4 separate regions of the Mus musculus genome follow, and all the other regions are linked to region 2. The links are chromatin contacts, called in public Hi-C maps. All regions are on one chromosome and are shown on one strand. The core of a region is the stretch at or near the end of the contact, and the rest is flanking DNA. Distances in the headings are between cores, read along the strand shown.

What was found. A called contact is a pair of places that touch in the nucleus more often than the background predicts.
Region 1: a contact with region 2 is called in a Hi-C map of uterus, with 4 times the contacts expected there. The contact joins two enhancer-like sites. A contact is called at or near these places in 2 of 39 promoter capture datasets (liver and second pharyngeal arch cranial neural crest), 3 of 484 Hi-C or Micro-C datasets (nephron progenitors and uterus), 1 of 115 datasets of contacts at active chromatin or transcription factors (acute myeloid leukemia) and 1 of 9 other capture datasets (embryonic trunk).
Region 3: a contact with region 2 is called in a Hi-C map of uterus, with 1.8 times the contacts expected there. The contact joins two enhancer-like sites. A contact is called at or near these places in 1 of 484 Hi-C or Micro-C datasets (uterus), 1 of 115 datasets of contacts at active chromatin or transcription factors (bone marrow-derived macrophages) and 1 of 9 other capture datasets (embryonic tail).
Region 4: a contact with region 2 is called in a Hi-C map of uterus, with 3 times the contacts expected there. The contact joins two enhancer-like sites. A contact is called at or near these places in 16 of 484 Hi-C or Micro-C datasets (the N1E-115 cell line, the NIH/3T3 cell line, adipose-derived mesenchymal stem cells and 10 more), 3 of 115 datasets of contacts at active chromatin or transcription factors (acute myeloid leukemia, embryonic basal ganglia and fibro-adipogenic progenitors) and 1 of 9 other capture datasets (embryonic stem cells).

The regions. Positions count from the first base shown.
Region 1 is chr5:4,849,608-4,852,778 of GRCm38.p6, reverse strand. All of the region lies in intron 14 of Cdk14 (cyclin-dependent kinase 14), which reads left to right. Among named protein-coding and RNA genes, the nearest start is that of Fzd1, 93 kb to the right of the region's middle. Within about 2 kb of position 1,373, at least 31 of the 459 cell types and tissues checked have an H3K27ac peak or open chromatin away from gene starts, as enhancers often do. A contact at or near this core is called in uterus, where this site is marked.
Region 2 is chr5:4,528,967-4,532,162 of GRCm38.p6, reverse strand. No RefSeq gene overlaps it. Among named protein-coding and RNA genes, the nearest start is that of Fzd1, 230 kb to the left of the region's middle. Within about 2 kb of position 1,517, at least 101 of the 459 cell types and tissues checked have an H3K27ac peak or open chromatin away from gene starts, as enhancers often do. A contact at or near this core is called in uterus, where this site is marked.
Region 3 is chr5:4,824,743-4,827,792 of GRCm38.p6, reverse strand. The region is part of intron 14 of Cdk14 (cyclin-dependent kinase 14); the gene reads left to right. Among named protein-coding and RNA genes, the nearest start is that of Fzd1, 68 kb to the right of the region's middle. Within about 2 kb of position 1,627, at least 34 of the 459 cell types and tissues checked have an H3K27ac peak or open chromatin away from gene starts, as enhancers often do. A contact at or near this core is called in uterus, where this site is marked.
Region 4 is chr5:4,917,932-4,920,775 of GRCm38.p6, reverse strand. The region is part of intron 12 of Cdk14 (cyclin-dependent kinase 14); the gene reads left to right. Among named protein-coding and RNA genes, the nearest start is that of Fzd1, 160 kb to the right of the region's middle. Within about 2 kb of position 1,550, at least 9 of the 459 cell types and tissues checked have an H3K27ac peak or open chromatin away from gene starts, as enhancers often do. A contact at or near this core is called in uterus, where this site is marked.

The DNA.
Region 1 (3,171 bases), core at 124-2,623, 320 kb before region 2:
ATTTTCTTTTTAGCTTAAAACTTTTTTAATTGTAGCCACCGTGTTCCCTTGGCTGTTTTCAAACACAGCTTGGAAACCCTTTCACTCTGCAATGCAGTGATATTTGAAGGCAGCTTGGGAAGCCGTCCACAAAGGTTCTTGCTCGCCACAGATCTTTGTCTCTCGTTCATCATCGTCTTGAACACAGTTGCCTAAGCATTTGGTTCATGTAACCATTAAAAACGCATGAACAAAAATGCTGTGGAGTAAACAGGGCTGCAATATTTTATGCAGTAACTTCTTGCCAAGTCGCCTCTTTGAAACTGGAGCCATTTTTATGTCATTGGAGTGTACTAGAACGATCTATAAACAAGATTTCTTTGGGGTTACATATTAAAACAGATGAAATCATTTTAAATAAAATGTTAAAAGCATTTACTTCCTAGCTCCAAGTTTGATCCAAAAACATAAAATAAACAAAAAATTATTCACCCAATTTAAAAAAGAGAGAGAGAGAGAAAAGAAAGAAGAAAGGGAAGGAAGGGAGGGAGGGAGGGAACTGTTAGCCCCCAATTCATTTGCTACCTAATCCTGGAGAGGATTTTGAAGACCTGAGACCTCAGTCACTGTCACTGTTCATCTCTTTGATCTTGCTTTGTGCTACCCTTTTCCTGTGTTTGTGTCTTGGACTTGGCTTATGAACACCCATTTTTCATCTTCTAGCTTTGTATGTAACTCTTATGGGAACTGGCGGCCAGGCCTCACAGACATAGCTGCTTGATGCTAGCCTTGCCATCGCCTTTAGTGTTTGGTTTGGTTTGGTTGTGTTTATATTTAATGAAGTATAATTTCTCTGTTGCCTGGTTCTACCTGACTGCATCAAATAACTCAGAGATTAATCAGACTGATTTTCTCCCAAAATGTAGATCCAGGTGACTTTTAATTCTCTACACTAGATACAAATGGGTTTCCCCCTCCCATCCTCTGCTATTTCATGGGTGCCCTGCACAGCACTGAGTCCAGATGGATTCTTTGTAAGCACTGTTTGACAAGGATTTGGAGGAGGGAGGGAAGAGAGCTTTTCCCCCTCTTTGCCTACAGCTGCTCTCAACATGGCTCATTGTGACTGAAAGGAAATGAATAAAGATGAGTTATCTGAACTGAAAATCAGCCAGAGAGAGGGAGCTGTTCACACTCCCCAACCTATCTACAAATTTAGCAAGGAGAATAGAGCATTGTCATCATTGATTTATTTGTATACTAATATTGGAAAGATTTGGTTTTTTCGGTATTGTACCTTTGGACATTTGAAGCCATTGTGAAAAGCCATATGGTTTTCTGTGAGGTTCCCATTACATCCTGTGCAGTGGAAGCCCTTTATGCAGTGCCTGTTGGCATGATCCACACTGAGCACTATGAAAATGCCATAGAGACAACTGAGAGCACACAAGTAGCATTACAGGAAACATTGGTTGTTTGAAATGGTGTTTTTGGATCAGCCTTCATTCGGATGGTATCGTCTCTTTTACGTTGCAGTTGCTTCCATATTTTGTGTATGACAGGATGACTGATTTGTATCCTGGAGACCCGGATATCTTAAGTGTTCAAAACATTTTAAGCATTGAAGCATATAGAAACAAGAGTTTAGAATCAGGTTCAGATCAGGGTAAGGAGTAACGCTCACAAGATTGGTTGCCCTATTCAATGTTATGTCTTCTCTCTCCCTCTACAAGAAGAATGAACTATATGCCCAGAAGGCAAACTGTCACTAAATGCTCTGCTGTTGACTAAGACCATGGTTAATGAGTACATGGACTTTGACCATAGTCAGCTTTTGTCCGTGATGCTCAGGAGTCCTGCTGTGTGTTGTCCTCTACAAATCCCATACTGCTGCTGGCTTTGCTTCATAGTCACATAGATCTGGAGTCAAATCCCAGCTACATCATTTCTTACTGTACATCTATTGTCCATGGTTAAGCAAGTGGCTAAGCATCTCCAAAGCTCAGACTCTTCATTTCCAAGTACTAGTAATACTGATCTTACCAAGCTGTTGTCAGTTAATGACAGCATTTTTATTTTTGACACATCAGAGATTTATGTTATATAGTATATGCATTTGGCATATCTTAGTACTTTGTTTACTCGAGAAGCATTAAGGCCTTATAGCCTGGCCATTAGGAGTTCTGCTTTCAAAATGATCTTTCTGGGTTTGAGTGACATCTCTGAAACATTAATTTTGTGGCCTTCGGAAAGTAGGTCCCTTGCCTTATCCAAATAATTTATAACTCACAGACATGTCCTGAGAAATGACTGATAAAATACTCTCAAATACTTAGCTTCAGACTTGCTAGATATGAAAAAAGTACTCATCACTCTTATTTGTTAGTCTTATAGGGTTGTGGGCAGGTAGTATTGATATCTGTGATTTCTGGCATGTTCTGTATAAACAATAAGTGGAGTGCTATTCTGTAAGGAGTAGTCTTTATGTGTGTATATACCTATATGTGAGGATATGTATGTGTGTGTATGTGCACATGTATAGGATACCAGAGGTCAATCTCACATGAATTCCTCAGGTGTTGTCAACCTTAATTGAGACAAGGTCTCTCTTTAGCCCAGAGCACACCAGGTAGACCAGGCTGGCTGGCTAAGAAGCCCCAGTGAAACAAAATTAATGCTCTAGGGCTGGCATTCAAACTCAGAAAGTCCATTCTGAAAACAGAACTCCTAATGGCCAGTCTACAGTGCCTCCATGCTCTCAGGCAAATGAAGTGCTAAGATTTGCTGATGGTATGTACTATATGAATTCCAAATGTATACCACTGTGTCCAACTTCTTTACTTGAATATCAAAAACATTCTTCATGAGGAACCCCTGGTTCATCAGGGTCTCAGAGGACTCCATATGACTTAATGTCTGCTGTTCTTGTATTTTTCCAAAGCTGTGATACGTTCAGAGCTCCCAAGAGTCTCTCATGATGTCCATTTGCCAAGCAGAGAATGTTTTACTTTGGTTAGGTTATCACACTTCCAGATCCATTCATGAAGAAGTAAATTGGTTACAATCCACATGTTCTTAGAATTTGAAACATCCTTTAATCTCCATGATGTTTTCACTGAAAGTTAATGTCCTTTCCAAGATAAAACAAGTTGCATTGAAAAGTGCCGGAGAAAGGAAAGATTGTGAGTGGCC
Region 2 (3,196 bases), core at 268-2,767:
CCTAATGGGAACATGCGATAGAGGAGGCTATTCGTGTCCTGGCTAACAGGAAGGAGGTGGGGAGAAGATGGAGCATCAAGCATCTACCCCCAGTAACCTACTTCCTCCAACAACGTCTCATTCACCTCCTTGAGTTCCCAGAACCTCTGATATTAGTACCGCTAAATGGAGACCAAATATACGCAACCCATAGTAAGCCTTTAGGTAGGACCCTTTACATCACACTATAACATGGGCATTATTTTATGACTAATCTTTGCTATCTTAAATTTTAATTAGAAAAAAATCATGCACTGACTGCTTAGTGATGTAATGATAAGAAGTAAAGGAACAAAATTATGTGGAAGTCATGTAATAGAATCGGGAGTCCTTACCCCTGACCAACTGAAGACTTGTATAAGATTTTCATGGTGCACAGAAAATCCATGTTATGGAAACATTCACATAACTGGTGCCAATAGCCACAGAGTAGATTAAAAGATCATCACTGGTCATGAAGATGCCAGGAGAATGATGGTCCACTGTCTACCATTAACAGAAACCATAGCAACACTGCTTGGGAAGCTTATCATAGAACACACTCTCAAACTTGTCAGGAGATATTTAAGTGCCTTGATATAAGTGGGGTTCCTATTACTGCTGCTCCCTGCTGCACAGCATGACAGACACTGTGATCTGATTCAGTCTCTCTTTTCTTTTCTTTTTGGTCCAAGGCATAAAACTGGACTCACATTTTACAACTTCCTGCCAAGTCAGCTGAAGCTAAAATGCTGAGTTCTGGCAAGTGGGGTGTGTAAAGAAGTGATGCTAAGATACTTCTCAACCTAGCCCCTAGGTCTCCTTGTAGTCCTCCATAAACTCTCTTTTTCTCCATTTATCAGCCCAGTGCAGGGAGGGACATAGCAGAAATCATGGCAGAGTCACACATCCAGAAGTCACACATCCAGAAGTCACACATCCAGAAGTCACACTGCTGGGAGGACACACAGCACCACCCATTGTTTCTTCATGTCTCTGAGTTGTGATGTCATCAAGAAGCTAACTTTTCTCAAATATCTCCTAACTATAGGTGGCTTGTTACAACAGTTATCCTGATTAACAAACAAATTTTTCCTCCCCTGTATTCAGAAAGGCTCACTGAGTACCAAGAAGCTAATTGGCCTGGCCAGTGCCAGGAAGAAACTTAATTACCATGGGTCTGGCTTCTTGCTGAATGCAGATGACACCCTCTGAATTAGGAAATTAGGGGCAAGAGGTTGAGAAATGTCTCTTGTTCCTCCCACCTTCCTGTTTTCCTTACTGAATACTAATGTGGCGTTCCTTGTGGGCCAAAGTTCTTTCCACCCACCTTTGCAACCCTGCTGTGTGCAGGGCATCTCACCCCCACTCAGCGGTTTTAGCTGAGTGAATTCAAACAGAAGGAATGTGGTGATGCAGGCAGTAATCTCAGCCCCTCGGGTTTTTTGGCTTTTCACGCAGAGCATATGTCCACAGCCAAAGCACTTAGGACTCAGCCCCTGAGTGAGGGAGGATACAGCATAAGAGGGAGGGCGACTTAAAACAGACGAAGGTTTTAAGTTCAGCCTGTGCTCAACAGTTAAATTCAATTTAGAGACTTCCCAAAAACTTTCAGAAATTACACAAGGGCCATGAGAAATCAGCTTCTTTCTTTTGTGGTTGCAGATTTAATTCTGTAGTTCAAGAAGCTGCGTCAGAGAGCTTGCACAACACTGCAAGCTGTTGCTGATGGAAAGGAAGAGGCTTCCTTCTGTGCTGTCAAATGCCTAGAGTCACTCCGCAAACGTTTAGCCCCACCCTTGTGTCAGAAATGGGTGAGTCCTGCCCCAAAGAGGACTCAAACCCTTTGGAAGCATCCATTGAAAATGCCTCAGAAAAGATGCTAATGGACGTTCTGGTCCCTCAAAGGTTAAGCTTGAAAGGCTCCTCCTTTGAAGAGAAGGCTAGTAATAAGTCTGGGGAAATACTGGGGTAAAGCCATAGGACCGGAACAGGGCTAGAGATGAAGACATGGGAGCAGGACAGGGCTAGAGATGAAGACAGTTCCAACTGGGCTCACATTTACTTTGCTGTGTGGTCAGGACAGGGCATCTAGGCACTGAGAGGATCTGCCTGATTGGGAAAATTGCTCCTTACAGACAAAAGGAAGGTTTAGAGGCAACAAGCTTTAGCAACCCCAAACTAATGTACTGGGTGTGCTGTACCTTTTTATACAGAATAATTTAAACACAAAAGCAAGAAATGTGGTTCCCATCCCATAATTAATTGTTTAGTAATGTGACTTGAACAGCCTCTTCTTCTGGTTCGCATCATGAAGAGACTATTTCATGAAAGAATAATATAAATATTTATTAATTTGAAATCCCTAACAGCTTCATTGTTTGTAATGCTATTTAAAATGGAAATCTCTATAGAATAATCCTCCCCGCAAAAAATCTGGTTATCACACAAAAATATCCAGGGGAGTTTTTTTTTTCTTACTTGCCTTTTCATCAAGATTTAATTTACATACTATAAAATGTACAGGATATGTCAATGTATTAGACATATATACTCATGTGACTATCATTATAACAACCTGAATACACTGAATAGTCACTGTCATATGAACAAGGTATGCCAAGAAGATGAACCTGCCTGGGATGGTCAATTAGTGTAGGGAAACTGGAAAGATGCCTAAAAACATAAAAAGTACTCTTAGGGTTTTACTGCTTTAAACAGGCACCATGATCAAGGCAACTCTTACAAGAACATTTAATTGGGGCTGTCTTATAGGTTCAGAGGTTCAGTCCATTATCATCCAGGTGGAAACACAGCAGCATTCAGGCAGGCATGTTGCAGGAGGAGCTGAGAGTTCTATATCTTCATCTGAAGGCTACTAGCAGAATACTGGCTTCCATACTCACTTCCGGGCAGCTAGGATGAAGGTTTTAAAGCCCATACCCACAGTGACACACCTACTTCAACAGGGCCATAACTTTTAATAGTGCCACTCCCTGGGCCGAACATACACAAATCATCCCAAGAACTTTGTTGTTTTTTAAGATTTGTGCATGCATACATACACACACAGACACATGCACACACACACACACACACACACACACACACACACACACACACACACACACGTACATGTGTGCATACCCAAAGAAGCCAGAAAAGAGCATTGGATCCC
Region 3 (3,050 bases), core at 378-2,877, 300 kb before region 2:
CCCTGCAGCTCGCCTAAATGCCTACTAAGCTGGGATTATAAATAAGCAAGCCACTATGCTTGCCTGGATTTTTTTATATATGTATGGGTGCTGGGAATCCAAACTCCAGCATTCATGCTTGCACGGCAAGCCCCACCACTGAGCCATCTTTCCAGACTCCACAGCTTTTTCTTTAATGGTAGAAAACTGCATACATACAAGAGGTTAGAGTCTATGTCAATGTTTCTCCCCTCTGGCCATCACCCATTCTCCCCATGCTACTCAGTTGATCTACAACAAACACAAGCCAACTGTGTTCATTTTGAACCATTTTACTGTGTATTTTTATACACAGTTGGTTTTTTATTTTAGTTATGTGTATGGGTATGTGCTTACGTAGGTGCCCATGGGGGCCATGGAGGTCTCAGGAATCCCAAGAACTAGAGTGTGTAACGTTTGCTGTCACTTCAACAGTTGCCCGATTATCTGTCAGATGTCTCAGAATCTCTGCCTTTGTGTTTAAGTAATTCTTAACTTTGCATAAAATGGGCACAGAACACAGAAGTAGTGAGGAATTGCAGGCATTCAAGAAAACACATGAAAAGACATTAATTCTACCATTGATGGCAAGGCTATAGAAAACAGGAAAAATTCTAATATGTTTAGAATTTCCCTGAATGCACAATTTCAGTTTGAAGCCTTGAAAACCATCCCTCTTGGGAGAATAGGATTTCTGTGTGGTGAAATACATTAATTCTTGAAGTCAGACCTATGAACCAAGATATATTCAGAAAATCTATCCATCCCTGGCCCTCCCTGCCCTGTACATTTTTCTTAGATCTTGTGATATGCCTTCCGTTAAGTAATACGTCATTGCTGTACCTTCCAATAAGCCATGAATTGTATTAATTTTACATAAGAAGGGAGGAACAAGAAAGGAGGTTGGAATTCTTCCTAATAGGAATAAGTAAATCTATCTCTAGTTATGACTTGTTTTCTTAGATCAGTGCTGGTGTGCTTCTGTTTGTGGCACAAGAGCACTTACCAACAGCCACGCCATTTTAAGGAGAATTTCAAACAAACAAACAAACAAACAAACAAACAAAAAACAAAAACAAAAACAAAAGGAGAAGACTATCAATGCAAACCACTTTTATGTTTAAGGAAAGGATACAAATATAAGATTCATATTGCAAAACCTAATTTTGCATTGAGACTCTCACCAAAGATTTAGGAATGGATGGATGCATTTTGAAAGAGAGAGAGAGAGAGAGAGAGAGAGAGAGAGAGAGAGAGAGAGAGAGAGAGAGAGAGATCTGTGTTCACTGCCCTAGCTGCGGGAGAGCTCTTCAGAGTCTACCATTTTACAGGCAGCAAGTGAAAATATAACTCTTAAGACTCATGCCACAAACCCCTAATGCCTAGTCGACTTCTAAAAGATTGCATCTAGTTACAAGATACACAATTCAAAGCTTACAAAAAAAAAAAAAAAGAGTAATTAAGAAAACTTTTTTTCTATTGCAAGAGAAAACCAGATTGTTTCCATTAATTTTATGAGTGATGTTTATTTTTGTTGGCTAAGAACTAGGCCTGGGTTGGTGTGGCGCCCAGTGGGAGGGAGGTCTGACCAAAACAGCACACTGTCTGTCTATGTCACAGACATGCCTTGCATTCGTGCCTCTGTAGCCACACGGCACTCCCGACCTTCCCTTCCTCTACCCTGTCCAGCTGGGTTCTCAGGCGCCCTGTTGCCCTCCATTTGAGCGTTTAGGATCAGCATCCAGGCCCATCCATCAGCCTTCGGATCCTGCTCTGCTCTTTATTCTGCTGTCTCACTCCTCCATTCTTGTAAGATTCTCTCCAAACTGTTTCTCCAAAATTCTGCCTGTTTGACAGATCTCTTTTGCCCTTCTGTGTCCCGATTGGTGGCACATGAGTCTTCCAAAGTACCCTTGACGTAGTGCCGAATCTCCCCTCATATGCGGGTGCATAAGGAGGCAGGTTTAGCTAACGTCGGTATGGAAAGCAGTCTTCAGCAGTGAATATCTTCGGGGAAAAGCTATGGTGGACATATCGTTCCACAGTATCAGTGTTCACACTCAGAGCCTCACGGAAGGCTTCACCATCCGTCTAAGCTTTACTCAGTTCACTCTCTCAGTCTATGTTACTCATGGGCTGAGACATTGGGGTTCCTGACATGGCTGTGCCCGTGTGAAGCAGTGCACATCCATTCAGAACTTGATCCACCCCCTACGACTGACAGAACTACTAGCAAGCATTAGAAATGTTATATTTTTCTAGAGATGAGTAGGAAGTCCTCCTTTGTAATTTTCCTTGATCTCACGGAAATCAGGAACGACAAGTCTGGAGGCCCAACAGTGGACTCATGTTTAGGCATGGGAAGAGGCACTGCCTACAGCTGTCTGTAAAATAGGAATCAAGAAGAGGGGCAGATAGCATCCTGGTGAAATGAGCTATGTCTCAGGTACCACTAAACATCAGCCACTCACCTTTAGGCCAGAAGAGGGAAGCAAACTGCAGCCTAAGTGACTGCCTGTTACCTGTGAACAGGTAGGCATCTTACCTGTGGAGAGGTAGGCGTCTCCCACATAAGCAGCCTAGAAAGCTCTTTGGCCTGCTGAGCCTGCTTCTATTCAGTTCCCAGTGTTAATTCTTGTATCTGGTAACTGGTGTCACCATCAGCGATGGGGTAGATGAGGCTCTGACCCTGTATGGCACCTGATGCTTCTCCATCATGGCTCATTCTCAAGGATATGGAAGCCATGGCTGTTAGGCTACTCATGCCACTGAGAAAACCAGAGTCTAGTTATCTGTCTGTTCTCTATCCCTGCATGGGACTTCCAAAGGACACTTTAGTTTCCTTAAATCAACAACAACAACAACAACAACAACAACAACAAAACCCTAAGCCTCCTCTTGATCATTTAAAAGAAAGACATGAAAGATGTGGAAAGTATAGATTTATTGTGCAAAGTCTGTTTTTCCCCCCTCTTAAATATCCTTAACTTTTGCTTAATTGTAGAAAGGGTTTAATGTCTGAAATTTTGAAG
Region 4 (2,844 bases), core at 301-2,800, 390 kb before region 2:
GGTGGATGGACACCAAGGTCAGTTTAAGTTGGCTGTTATGAACCGTGCCATGCGAACCTAGCTGAGCGAGTGTCTCTGTACTGCGTGTGCTCCTGAGGGTAGTATAGCTGGATCTTATGCTGGCTGTTTTCACTATGTAAAGGATGCGATCCCTGGGAGGCACACCCTCTGCAGGCTGCATTCTCAGTTAGTCCTGTTGCAGGAAGATGGGAAAAATGGGTGGACTGGAAACCATGAAACTAACAAAATATGTTAAAATCAGAAGGATAATTATGGCGTGTTTTTTGTTATATCTAGATTTTACATACACACACACACACACACACACACACACGAGCATGTGAATGACATGACACACACAAGAGTACCACAGGGTGATTCTTCAGGAAGAAGAAAGGACTGTCTGGGTAAAACAGGAAAAACAGGAAAGGATAATATAGATGTATAGGGTAATGATGAATTTTAATAAAAATATGAAATCCAATCACTTTGTACAATGCATATATGCTAATAATAACTATTTTTACCTTGTAGATTTTTTTAATTTGTAGAAGTTCATAAACTGAAGCAATTTCTGCATTCTCTTGTATTATAGTAATGAATTCAAAATAATTTCCAATAATTGAATTTATTTGGAATATATGTGATGATGAGCTAGTCCAAAAAGTAGTTTGCCATTAATTAAGGTACAAAATTAAATAACAATATTTAAAAAGTTAAAGCACAAAATTAAGTAACAGTTTATTTAAAGGTAGCATTATCGAAGTTGTGGAAGCTACTGGAGGTGTTAGCCTGCCAAGGAGTTCGGGGACTTCTTGAGCTAGCGAACCTTCAATCTAAATAGCTATCAAATAATCCTGTCCACTTTGGAACCACATCTGCCCTAGCTCACACCAGCGATTTTACTTATATCAGTGACCATGAGCATGATTTTACCTTCTGATATTTTTTAATATTCTATAATAATAGAGCTGTGGTAGAAGATATAAAAAGATGCAGTAAATATCCAAACTAAAAAGCTTAATATAAATTAAGTACTATCAGTTTAAGAATGTTTAATGATTACCATTAAAGGAAAGTAAGCCCTTTTGTTTCCTCATACCGAAAGTGCATGATCCAGGAAGCTTTCCCTGCTTAAAGGGGATTTGGGGCTAAATGCAGATAAATCTGAATTTCATAAAAATATGTCCTAGGCTTTAACTGTTCCAAATAGTCCATTTTATTTTACTGGAATTATGAAGACTCAGCTATTTCTCTTGTAAATCTCCCTATTTATAGTTGTCTGACATTGGCAAATATGTGCAATTCACCAAGAATTTCAGCCACTTAAAAGATCTTTTATTATTTTGGCTGGAGAAGAAGGCTTAGGATCCAGTCTCCAGCAAAGCGAAGGGTGCGAATCCAAGAGCGCATTTGCTTGCCTTGGGACTTCTTAACAGCTGGACGAGTTGGGAGGTTTGAACGTTTTGAAAAGAGAACTAAGGGCAAACCACTAAGTCAAAGAAGACACATCTGGAAAATAGAGCTCATGGCTGGGAAGGCGAGGCCCACGCACACTGAATGGGGTCAGGCCAGGCTCGTCCCCACCCTTCCCCGAAAGTGCTGGTCCCGCAGGTGATACATGTGCTCATGAAGCACAACTGGATTTTTCCTGAGAATGTTGTAGTTGGTGTTAGTAGATGTGCAGTAAATACCAAGGCCATGGTGAGGCTACCTTTGGGTGTGAAAAAATAGAAAAGGAAACACTTCCCTGCTGGGCTTCTATATCCGAACAGAGCCATAAGCCCTAATTTGGAAATTTTAGAAATAGCCCAATGTTGTGTTTTTGAGCTTTCCTTGAATATTTTATCCAATTTGATGTTTTACCTCCAGAACATATTTTAAAGATGACCTGCTAGACAGGTGTGCTATACGTGCACAAAGCATTAGATAGGAAGGAGTGTTTGGAGGGACAGTCTTTCCCTTTGTATATTTATGTTAGGGGCACTCTACTGTTTTTCTTGCTATGGTACCTCACTGGATCATTAAGATTTAAATCAGCACCTTCTCGCGAAGCAGAAAGATCATCTTTCCCACTTTGACACCTTCGAAGTTGACTTAGAATGTACCTAACAAAGCAATATGCTATGAAGTAAGTAGGTTAGAGATGGACATTCCTGGCCAGCAGAGCAATCCAGTGAGGTAAGAACACAGTCTGGACACTAGGGGGAGCAGCTGAGTCAGCCAGATCTAAAAGTCATCCACTCGCACATTTTGTTCAGTCTTGACGACTTTTGTTATAATTCTATTTACTTCAAAGTAGTTGTTTTAATTTATTTAGTGCCTGGAGAGTTCCCTTCATAATATTTCGAAGAAAATTATTCTCTGCATCATTGATTGGCTTTGAGGTAAGGGAGTATGGGGTGGTCAGCTCTAAAGCTGACATTTTGGAATCATATCCTCTCACAATTTGAGGATGGCTGCAATTACCAGCTGCCTGTTTGTGCAGATTTCAGTGCAGCAATAGAAGGATGTGTAGAGCCAGTCTAGTTTCTCACCACATTCTGTTCTCTCGAAAATGTCATTTTCAACCTGTAAGCAAACAGCTGTCATATTTGGTCTTGGACACACATGAGTGGTATGGCTTCAAGGCCCCAGAGCTCCCCTGCTTGTTCAAACACCACTGAAGCAGCTCCTGGGGACATTCGTCTTCATAATAATGACTCATTAGTTTGGGTCCTCAAAGCGTTGTGTGGCTGCGCACCAGGCACATCCAGGGAAGTCCCTAGGAGTTTGCAAACAGGGAGTGCTGAGAAGAAATGGGAGATGATCAAATAGTGAGAGATACTGTGTGGGCCCTGGACC